Linked DNA regions of Gossypium hirsutum: all the other regions are linked to region 1. The links are chromatin contacts, called in public Hi-C maps. All regions are on one chromosome and are shown on one strand. Each heading gives the region's core, a stretch centred on a gene start, on an enhancer-like site or on the middle of the called end of the contact. The rest is flanking DNA. Distances are from core to core; before and after follow the strand shown. Region 1 holds the start of LOC107952705 (Golgi SNAP receptor complex member 1-2). Region 2 holds the start of LOC107934031 (axial regulator YABBY 1). Region 3 holds the start of LOC107952767 (phosphatidate cytidylyltransferase 4, chloroplastic).

Region 1 (3,712 bases), core at 251-2,750:
TCGTTATATATATATGTTAACATAGATATTTTTACTTTCAATCGTTAAAAATATATTAATCTATGTACTCTTTTAGATCGATATGGTACATATATCAAATCGATTCAAAAATTTACATGCATGACAAATACAATTATATTGATAATATAGAGAGAGAGAGAGAGAGAGAAAAGTGCACTAGACATCCCCAAACTATGACCCTCATTCTAAATTGACCCCTAAACTTAAAAATATTGTAATTACATCCCTAAACTATTGATATTATATCAATCATGTCCTTTAATTATTGAAACCATTAATTCAATAGTTAAATTACATGTCAAATGTTACGTGACATAATTTAAAATGAAAAATTTAAAGAAAGAAAAATGTTACCACATAAATTTTAAAAGTAAAAACTAAAAATAAAGTAAATTGAAAAAAGAAACAGCAGGTGATAAAACTTTTGTAAAAGCTTCGAAAACCTCAAAATCAATATTCTTACGACATCCCTTTTTACAATATTCATTTTTTTTAAACTTTTCATTTTAAACTATGCCACATAAGATTTGACATCTCATTAACGATTAAATTAATGGTTTTAGAAATGGAAGAACCTTATTGATATAACTTTAATAGTTCAAAATGTAATTAGAGTTTTTTAAAATTTAGGGACTAATTTAAAATAAAGTTATAGTTTGAGATGAATGGTGCAATTATCTATATATAGAGAGAGATTTTCTTTGCCATTTATAAGATTAATAATTGAGTTTTATATGAGATTCTTTTTATAATATTTTAATTACAGAAACTATTAATCTATATTATTATTTAAGTGTTTTATTGAGTTGGTGTCACATTTAACTGAGACAACTCAATTGTTAAATTATGTAAATACTTTTACATAATGAAAATAAGTTATATTATTTGAGAGTCCTTTAGTCTTTTTCATTTAAAAAAAAACTAAAATAATGCATTTATTGAGATTTGAACCTAAGTCAATTGTATGAGTAAAATTTTTAATTACCACTTAGCCAAAGCTTTATCTTAATACCTTTGTACATTTTAATTTTAATTATGCACACTTTATTACTTCTGTCAATTGTATATTTTAATAATGTATTTAATTGAGTTAGTGTCACAAGTTAACTCAACACTGGCTCAAGATTAATAATAACACAATGATAAACAATTAAATCTATTTTTAAATTTTAATATCATATATATTGAATGTGTAATTATTAGTAATTACTTTTAAGCCATGTGCTTCCTTTATTTTATGTTATTTTTAAATACAAATTTGTGGTTTGCACACGCATTTCTAACATAATGAATAATATAATTTATATTAATTTCATAAAATAAAATATATTATTTAATAAATTTAAAAAATTAATATTTAATATTTTATTTGACATTAGAAACTAATAGATATAGATGAGTAATTGGGCCTTCAAGAGAGTTTATTTTGGTAGAATGGAACCATAGTTTGATTCTCTTTTGGGCCCATGCTTAGGTTCAAGGGTCCAGATGCAAAATAATAAACCACGAATAACCAGAGAAGAGAGGATCATCGAAACTCTGAGAAACAGAAAATCAAAATTGAACGATCATCGAAAATAAAGAAAGCAAGTAAGCTTCCAACACTCAGCAGCATTTTTGAATTCTGTAATTGGATGAGGGTTACTAACCTGAAATAACTCAACCAATCTCCATCGTTGGATCCACATAAGAAACGAAACTAGAGCCAGGGATCCGAATTTCAAACACCAAGATCTAAATGACGGATCCAAATCTGGATCTGCAAGAATCGGGTTGGGAGGAACTCAGGAGAGAGGCTCGAAAGATCGAGGGTGATCTCGATGTCAAACTCTCTTCTTATGCTAAGCTCGGTGCTAGGTTCACCCAAGGAGGTTTGCTCTTTTACTGCTTCCTTTTTCATTTTATTATCTCTAGATTTTTGTTCCAAATGCTTCTTGTTTTGTGTTATATGGTTGCATTTTGATTTTCTTTTGGTAGATTACAGTAATTATGAATAAATCTGTTAAAAAAACTGAACAAACTCCAATGGCTGAATAGATTGGATCTTTAATACCAAAGAGCATATATTTTATTCCTTGTATTTAAATCGCCTTTGAAATCTGGTTAGATTCATTTTTCCCCTTTGTGATGATATATGTATTCACATTGAGCTTATCTAGATACTGGGTCGCCAACCGTTGGGTCAAGTAGATCATGGAAGTCTATGGAAATGGAAATTCAGTCATTGCTCGAGAAACTGCTGGACATAAATGATGCCATGAGCAGATGTGCTGCGTCTGCTGCTTCAACTACTTCAGTAACCCAGAAGCTTGCAAGGCATAGAGACATACTACATGAGTTTACTCAGGTTTATTTGTTGTCTACTCTGTAATTTTTATCTAGACTTGTTATTAGAACTCAGGTTTCCATGTTTAATTACCGGGTGCTATAAGCTTCAATGAAATATTAACATTTCCTGATATTTTGTCCTACATCACTGCTAGATATTAAATTATGTGTAGTGTATAGTCTTGCAACTTCTAATTATTGCTGTTGTTTTTGTATTCTTTTACCACTGCAATTGGAAAAACTCTCTTCCAACCTCTAAGTCATTGTCACCATTATGTTTGTGAGCCATGGTTCAAACTGATAATATACCAAATCATGACACCATCAAGGCATGCTTATAAACATGTTTGATTGGTTGTTTTGGCAATTCTTACTGGGATATCTGTACCTCTATTTGAAATAAAATATAATTCAGTTATTCTATTTATTAATTGTAATTAGTTCATGGTTCATGATTGTTACATGCCTGACAATCAGTTCAGTGGGATAAGAAATACAGTACAAGCAGCAAGTTAGCATTCTGTGTAAATTTGTTTATGGCAACATGAGTATAATTATACTATTGTTTTATTGTTGCTTTTCATTTTTGCAAAATGCTATATGAGTCAAGTTCTCAAAAGATTTTTGGTCCATGGTTTTTTTTTTTGTTGATAATTGATGGACTCGTTCCGGCAACTTCATATAGTTCCCTAGCAGTTTTAGAATTTGAACTTTTTACATTATATCTTTTGTTGTGTATTTGCTCTGTTCTCTACTTGTGTACTTGGGAAAAGTAATTTCCATAGACAATTGGGGATGTATAAAATCCTTCCCATTTACATGAAAAGTTTCTGCAGGGGTAGCATGTGATTTTCCTTTATGTTCAAGTTTACAGTTGCAAGTGCCCTAATCTCCTCTTTTCTTGAACCATGAGAGAAGTGGAAGAAGAGTGGCTGTTGGTGGTAGCTTAACAGACTGACCTAATCTCTAATTCATTCTCAATTTTTGAAAAATCATATATTTCTCCCCAACAGATTTACATTTCTGTATGATCCAAACCTGGGGTTGCTGTAAGTTCTTTATTTGCTACCCTGGCTCATTTCACTATAAATTTATGTTCCCATGATCCATGGAATTATTCTCCACTACACTTTCATTGTCATCAATTATAGATCGAACTAGGCTCCAAATGTGTTCACTCATCTGCTTTTTGGACTGTCAATTGTCTTTATTGCACTTTGGTTCATTGCTCTATAAATTATGGCATCCATGTTCCATTGAATTGCCCCTAGTTATTGCTGCTTTTGGCTGTTTATTATTTGGACTAGTTGATTAGTTTTCTATCTTTTTGAAGCAATGATATATCTTTGTTAGGAGTTTAGAA
Region 2 (3,747 bases), core at 898-3,397, 560 kb after region 1:
ATAGAAAGTCCATGACAATATCAAAATAATTACATTTTAGTCCCTAAACTAAAAACTAACAAATTTCATTTTATAAAAATTCATCAATGGCAACATTTTAAAACTTTAAAAATTGTGAAAACGGATACACAGGTTAGCTAAATCAAGTTACAACAATCTCAAAAATATAAAATTTACAAAAAACATGATTGAATTAGCTTACCATGCAAAGAACACAAGTTTGGCCGAATATGAATCTTCAGCCACGGCTTCCCAAGCTTTCCTTTTTTTGAAGAAATGGTAATGGTAGAAATATAAAGATGATGACTTTGATTTTATCATTTTTATGCTTTAAAAACTTATATTAATTTAATTATAATATTTTTTAAACATTTTTCCCATAAAACACTACATAACCGTCCACCCCAATTCTAGATGGGGTCCAATTGCCACTTTGGTCCTTAAATGATTACCAATTATGCCTTTTAACTAATAAAAATCTATAACGATAAAATTTTATAATTTTTACGATTTAGTCCTTCTACCTTAATTAATCACTAAATCAGAAAAATTACTTATCAAAAATGTAATCTACTTATACAATGACTCTGTAAATATTTACAACCTCAATTTATGAAAAAAGAGGTCCCAATACCTCATTTTCCAAAACCACTAAGTTTAAGGTTGATACACTAGTACTTTAAGTAGCTTTCCAATTAGAAAAGTTGCTAAACCATAGTTCAATGTATTACTAAATTATACTCGTAAATATTAAATAATAATATTTACGAACTAGGATATCAATTTCGAAACCACATTTTTCGATCCCACAGAAATTTGGGTTGTTACAACTACTCCCAAAAGAATGTCGCATGTATGACAATTGTTTGATGATGTTTCATCTTCTCCAACTAGATAAACCTTTAAGGGAGCCTCGAAGCATGTCTCGCGGAAGGCCACTTTATTACCTCCCGCTCGACTAGGGGGCTATTAGTATATACCTTTTACCAAGAGGACACATGTCAACCCAAGATATGTTGTTGACTATGCATTGGCTTCCTAAGCATGACCCACCATCCCACTTCAAACGAAACCTACCATTCAAGCTTAAAGAGAATGCTATCCTAATTTGAACACTCTTCCAAGACAATAAGGAGTCTATTTAGGCTTGACTACCTCATGCTAATAGAATCCCATAACATGTGCCTATGATTATCTGTTTTGCAATTAATGGGATTAAATATTTATCTAGCCAATATCATACCAATGGACAAGAGAGCCTTTCCTATAAATACCTTGGAGAACTAAGAACAGGGGATCGACTTTTCAGCACCCTAAAGTTACTCTCAACATTTATCCTCTCAATCACCTTGTACTATTGTCCTTGTCCCAACTCTCGGCCTTTACAGGTGATCCAACCTCCATAGCACCACTTGATCTCATTCTTACCCCTTCTTATCCTCTTTCTTTGTATCTTGTATCAACAATATATATATCAATTAAATTATTATGTTTACATTTGTCATTAATATATATGTATAAAAAAATCTTTTGATTCTTGAAATGATAGCATTTTTACCTCTTCATTTGGAGATGGAAAGGAGAAAATAAAATTTTAGGGAATTAGATTTGAATTATAAATTTTTGAAGAGTCAAAAATAATTTTACAATTATATTAATTTATAATTTTATAACTTTTCAAAGAATTTAGTAGTAATTATACCATTGGGGGGAGCGAGACCATTGCCCTCTACCTTACTATAAAGAAGTTTTAAAATAAGTTAAAAAAATAGTTTAAAAATTTACAAATCATATAAATTGTTTCTTTTAAAAATATTATTTATATACTTTTTTTTTAGGTAACAATCAATTATATACTTCTCATATTGATTTTTTCTCAAGTGCTGAGTTAAAAAAATAATTTTAGAAAAGGAGGTTTTTTTTATAAATAAAAAAATTGATATATGTTGCCCGGTTAAGGCAGCCATGGAATTGTAGAGAACCGAGAAAAGGGTTCACCGAGCCCCCTCTTTTTAATCTTAACTGTGAAAACAACAGGTGAATGAGCCAAAGCTATTCACTACCATGCATGCACACGTCCCTTTCTTACTTCTACTCTCTCTCTCTCTCTCTCTCTAATACAAGCACACATCCATTGGGAATGCCAACCATTCATTTTTCTTTTGCCTTTAAACCTAAAGCCGTTTATTATTATTTCCTCTTTTTTTTTCGGTTTCAACCGGGGCCTCAGGCCTGTTTAAGAGACATCCATAACCTGTACAAATTGCCATTGAAACTACAACCATGTACAAATGAGCAATATTTGAAATCACTTTCTGCCTCTGTTACATCTCCTAGTATATTAGTAGTATCCCTCTTTCTATCTTTTCCTCAATCCTTTCTTTGTATCTCTACCTTAGCATAACTCAACATCCAAGAGGATCAGATCAAGTTGTGAGAAACCTATCAATATCTACTGATCAGTCAATCTATCAATCAATCAGATCCAAAGCTTCATATCAAATAATAATAATAATAACAAAGGAAAAGAAAAAGAAGGATGTCTTCCTCATCAGCTGCTTTTTCACCGGACCACGTCTCTCCCTCCGATCAGCTCTGTTACGTCCATTGCAACTTCTGTGACACTGTTCTCGCTGTATCATTTCCTGTCCCTTTCTCTCTTTTCTTTTCGTTCCCATTCTGCTTCATATTACTCCTCCAAAGTCCCTTTTTTTTGGCTTTTATACATGTTTTAGTAGTTGTTGTTGTTTTTTACAATTATGTTCCTTCTTGTATTTTGTATCGTTTCTCATTTTCTCAGGTGAGTGTTCCTCGCACTAGCTTGTTCAAGACTGTTACGGTTCGATGCGGTCACTGCACCAATCTTTTGTCTGTCAACATGCTTGGTCTCCTTCTTCCTACAACTAATCAGCATCACGTTGGTCATTCTTTCTTCACTCCTCACAATCTCCTGGTATGCATGTATTTTCTTTCTCGAGAAATTAGGGTTTCAAATCAACAAACTTGATTAACCGTCTAAACTTGCTTCCCTATTTAATTTTTCACGTACTCTTAGTTTCTAGTTAAATTTTAGTCCAAAAGTTGGGTTACAATTTATTTACAATTTTACAATGTGGCAGGAGGAGATCCGAAGTAGTGCAACAACAAATATGGTAATCAATCAGCCAAACCCAAATAACTCTCTTATGCCTCCTATTCATGGAGGTGCTGAAGATATTCCCAAACCTCCGGTGGTCAATAGACGTGAGATTCTTCAACATTTAATCATTGCTTTTTATTTTTATTCTTCAAATCTCCCTTTTCAGTAGCTAGAAATTTAGAAGCTTAGCCACACAAATCTATCTGGGGGTCTATTTCTTGAGAAGTCAAAGTAACGTTTTCACTATGCGAAAGCTCCTTTTCCAATTCCAAATAAAAACGTCAAGACCCCTATGCTTTACAACCCTACGTCCCTATATTTCAAATGCTTTCTTCTCTTTTTTTTTTCTTTTTTTTTTGGGGGGGTGGGGTTTCTTTTAAGACCACCTTATTTTTAAACGATATTTAATTTAATCTTTTAGCTATTTCATCCCTATTTGGCAGCAGTTACAGAGAAGTCCTTTGCCTATGAATGATCATTATTATTCTTCTTATTTTTGTTACTTTAAATTTGAAAGTCTTCTCTTTTTTATTGCTTTCCAGACAAAAATCTTCACAAACTTCATTTTCTCCAATTTTTTCGTTTTCTTTTATAGCATAAAAGCCCCG
Region 3 (4,123 bases), core at 768-3,267, 840 kb after region 1:
GAAAAGGCCATCCAGCTCCTATTCCTGTCAAAAAAGAAGTTCATGGTAAAACAGGTTGAACAGTCATAATTGTTCCCCTTCCGCAACCAAACATGCAAAAGAACCAAAAGCCAAAAATAAAGATGAATAAAGTTTCACATATAAGGAAATAAAAGGAGTTTAAAAATTCCTTGATGCATTTTAAAATTACATTACATAAAGGGAATAAAAGCAGTTACAAGATTCATCATTCAGAAACACCAAACCTAGCTAAACCACCAAAATTTTAGCAAAAACAGTATATAAGCTATTGCTACTTTAAGAAAAGGCAATTCTCAGCTCTATCCTTAAAGCTTAGCAAATATTACTGTTTACCAGTCATAAATTTTTCCAATATTTAGATTTGCAAACAGAAAAGAGTGAGAACCCATATTCTTACTAGTATTCAAGGCAGGAGCTGCTAAACCACATCTGAGCTTAACCCAAAAACAAGGGAGGTAGCCACAATAAAATAACCCAAACATGGTACTGCTGAGCTGAGCAAAACGAGGGTTTCCTCTTTGCATGAGCAATGCCGTAGCCACAACAAATGCAGCAGATGTCACTGAAATATCAATATTCCCAAAGTATCTGACAATACAACACAACCTCGAAATAAATTACATGAAATATTTTCAAAAATTTTCACCAGCAAAGTAGGAATTACAAGTTTTTGAAGGCAAGATGTAGCATTTTAAACAACGACAAAGAAACCAACACATAAGTTGATATTATTGTAATGCACGCAACAACATAAGGTTACCATCTTACAATGTGAGAATGGGCATGAACGCACATATAACAGAGCAAACTCGCGAGACATATCGTGGAGGAGGTGTCATTCCTGCTGTGATTCCACGGCTCCTAACCAATTCAAAATACTCACGTGCACCAAGGAAAACAGCAGCAGCCAAAGCCACAGTGAAAACCCATCCTCCAGCTAATACAGCACCTCCGACAGAGATCCCAATACCAAGTCCGAAAACGATCCTTTTTCTCAACTGACTTGATTTATGTTGTAACTCAGAAAAAGAATCCTTTGTCGTTGGTAAGATAGCGCCTTGGTCAACTTCCTACAACATAACTGTTTGAGTAACCATATTTGAACAAAAGTTCCCTTTAATTGAATGGAGAAAAGTTGATAATCTCAACATAGATTAAAATGCTCATGCGTTATTTATGACTATTTCCATCATCTATCAATTACTTCAAGTTAGCCATTCTAAAAAAAAATTCCAGAAGTTTTTAAATCTCTGACCACCCAGGTTCTTTTTTCGCTAATTCAACATGAATTCAACTCTTAAAGATTTCAGATTCTTTTATATTGACACATCAACAGAAACAAACAGATTAATCAAACGTTTAAAATGCAGTACTAAAACAGTACTAAGTTTTTAAAACATATGCATATATATGATTTTAACGGAAACAAATCCGAGCACAACCATAATTAAAGGTACCTCCTCGGCATTGCTTTCGTCGATACTTTCGGGTTCAGCACGGGCGACGGCCGTAATTAACCGCCGGTTGACGTAAATACTGGTAGGACGAACCCGGAAGACTGATTGCGGTCCATGAAAGACAACGTTAAGCTTGAGTTTGGGGGTTCTTCTAGTGGGAATTAGGGTTTGGTTGGATAAGAGACGGCATGGGCAACCGCAGAGAGAAGTCACAGAAAGTGGAATCAGATTGTACCGACTGATTTCAACGAAAGAGGCGAAAGAGGCCATAAAAGATTTGAAGCAAAAAGAAAAAAAGGGACGTGTTCTATAATTATTAACGGAGAAAATGATGAGTCATATTTTATTAAATGATGATTGTCGGATTGAGGGATGGGGGAATTTCGAGAGGACTTGTCGTTTTATTATCTTTATTTTTATTTTTTATTGCTATTTTTCTTGGGATTTTACGGGAACGGTTAGGTTAGGTTCGGCTCTTTCAGTGGTTACGGAAATTGCATTTCTTTCTTTGAAATCAAAATGAAAATGGAAAAAGATAGATTCTCAAAGAAATTAGAGACGCCAATTACATGCCTTGAATTGATCTCTTGGACCTATGGCAAGAGCTGACACGGTAGAAAGAAAGCATATGTATCTATCTCATTATAATAGTAGTCGTAAAAATAATAATAAAGTTATTCTACTCAATAATCCTAATCATCCCCCACTTCTCTACCTCTTGACATGGCATTAATTTATTGTATAAATTTCAAGAAAGAGGTCTACCAATTCATGTTCAAGTTTAATCCTAAATTATTGCCACACTAAGAGGGACAAATGCGTTGGGACTTAGGCCGCTTCATTTTGCTCATTCTCTTCGGGGTCCTCCTCAGGGTCCTCAGGTTGCTCCAAATTATTGTTAGATTCCGACTCATCAACTGGGTCCAAGGAGGCTGTTGTGCTATCTCTTTTTGACATTGATGTTGTTGCAATAGGGTCATCCATGGGGGGAATCTCTGTGTCTAAATCCCCACTCTCCATCTTAAAAGTTGTTGGAAATTCAGTCTTAGCGCTGAAAGATTGCTGCTGACTCACTTCATTCTTTTCAGATTCTGAACCTTGACTATTTGCTCCCCTATCTCCTGCAGATGGTAAGGCTTCAGACTTCGCTGCAGTATGTTGCTGCCAAGTTTCAGCTTCCGCCATCACACCCAATCCATTCCTCACTTCTGATGTGGCTAATAAACCTTGAGGAAACTCATGCTGGTACTGGTTTCCTGAACTTGATAATGGTGCTTGTGCAGACTCCAATGTTGCTATTGGTAGAGATACCTGAGGGCCCGCTAACCCCGGGACTTGGGCTTGACTAAGGACATAAGTCAACAGCTGAGCTAAAACTACTTGTGGGTCCGTAACACCCTGTTGAATTTGAGGGACCAAGGGAGGTGGTGGAGCACTGATATTAGGTGGATAAAGTGCTTGAACTCCAGCTTCTCCATATAAAGCCCGGTGCCCGTGAAACCTCTTCATATTTGCAATATGCTTTTTACCAGCCAAATGACAGTTAAAAACCACCTGAGTTTCACACTTAACGTTGCACAATTCACACATAAAAGGAATACCTCCCTTTGGTTTGGGAGGCTCAGATGGTCTTCTAGATCCTTCATTTCTTTTCACATATTTACCCCCTCGTCCCCCTCTCATCTTACGCTTCAAACCACGGCCCCGAGCTTCAGAGGGATTCCTTAAATTCCTTTTAGCTTCTGCAGGACCAGTTGTCGATGCTTCAGGTTTATTCACAATGTCCTGCTGCTGCTCAATTTCTTTCTTGTTGTCAGTAGTGGCAGCCAAGGAGGGAACCATCTGTTGATGTTGTTTTTCCTCAGATCCCTCAACTTTCACCAATTGAACAATTTCTGATCCCAAATTAGGCACTTGCACACTTTGCTGTCCAGTTATAACTCCATTCCGCTTCTGCAGCTCTTCACGTACCTGCAAGTTTTTCTTATGCCGCTTTCCATTCTTATGCTGCTCCAGGATTTCTGGTCTGTTGCAATCAACCCTGCAAAGTTCACACCAAGCCATGCGTGGCGGTGGCCGGAGTGGAGCAGCAGGCACCTGAGCTGGTAATGTTGCATGACCTGGAACTGATGCTGCAGGTAGCATTGCAGCAGCTGCTCCATTTGGATCTAAAACAGAATTTGGTATAGCTGATGCTGCACCATTTGAAGGAGTATGCTGACTGCAATTATGGGCATGACCAGCATGACCCAAGGTGCCCCCTCTAAAAGGCCTCCTACCCCTTCTTCCACCCCTATATGCAGATTGCATCTGTAGAATACATTCGAAGATAAGGTGCAATGTGAAATCAAAATAGTTATCAGATTCTAACAAGATCAAATAAATCAGAATAATAAGGCCAAAACCAATCTCAACTAAGCAATGTGAAATTAACTCAATCAGACAGAAGTGGCAACATAACATAGATATAGAGTATGGACATACATGTTGTGCCAACATGCAGCTGAACTGACCTTATAAGTAATCAGACAGGTAACAAGCTTACAACTCAGGTGCAATAAATTGGGACATAGGTTTTGAACAATATCAAAAATAAATATCACTAACAAGAAATATCCAACTTTTAATGCACACATTAATCACAC

The links. A called contact is a pair of places that touch in the nucleus more often than the background predicts.
Region 2: a contact with region 1 is called in a Hi-C map of leaf, with 5 times the contacts expected there. The contact joins the promoter of LOC107934031 here to the promoter of LOC107952705 in region 1. A contact is called at or near these places in 19 of 34 Hi-C or Micro-C datasets (anther, callus, fibers and 4 more).
Region 3: a Hi-C map of leaf shows a contact between it and region 1, with 2.8 times the contacts expected there. The contact joins the promoter of LOC107952767 here to the promoter of LOC107952705 in region 1. A contact is called at or near these places in 3 of 34 Hi-C or Micro-C datasets (all in leaf).

Annotation. Positions count from the first base shown.
Region 1 is chrA07:35,582,473-35,586,184 of Gossypium_hirsutum_v2.1, forward strand. It overlaps LOC107952705 (Golgi SNAP receptor complex member 1-2), which reads left to right and starts at 1,501. Exons shown (of 6, transcript XM_016887861.2): 1 at 1,501-1,892; 2 at 2,181-2,368; 3 at 3,703-3,712. The coding sequence starts at 1,760.
Region 2 is chrA07:36,140,376-36,144,122 of Gossypium_hirsutum_v2.1, forward strand. LOC107934031 (axial regulator YABBY 1) reads left to right here and starts at 2,148. Exons shown (of 7, transcript XM_016866365.2): 1 at 2,148-2,635; 2 at 2,801-2,953; 3 at 3,120-3,243. The coding sequence starts at 2,540.
Region 3 is chrA07:36,418,395-36,422,517 of Gossypium_hirsutum_v2.1, forward strand. LOC107952767 (phosphatidate cytidylyltransferase 4, chloroplastic) reads right to left here and starts at 2,018. Exons shown (of 8, transcript XM_016887936.2): 1 at 1,479-2,018; 2 at 790-1,091; 3 at 419-609; 4 at 1-24. The coding sequence starts at 1,748. It overlaps LOC107952765, which reads right to left. Exons shown (of 2, transcript XM_016887931.2): 2 at 2,095-3,788. The coding sequence ends at 2,307.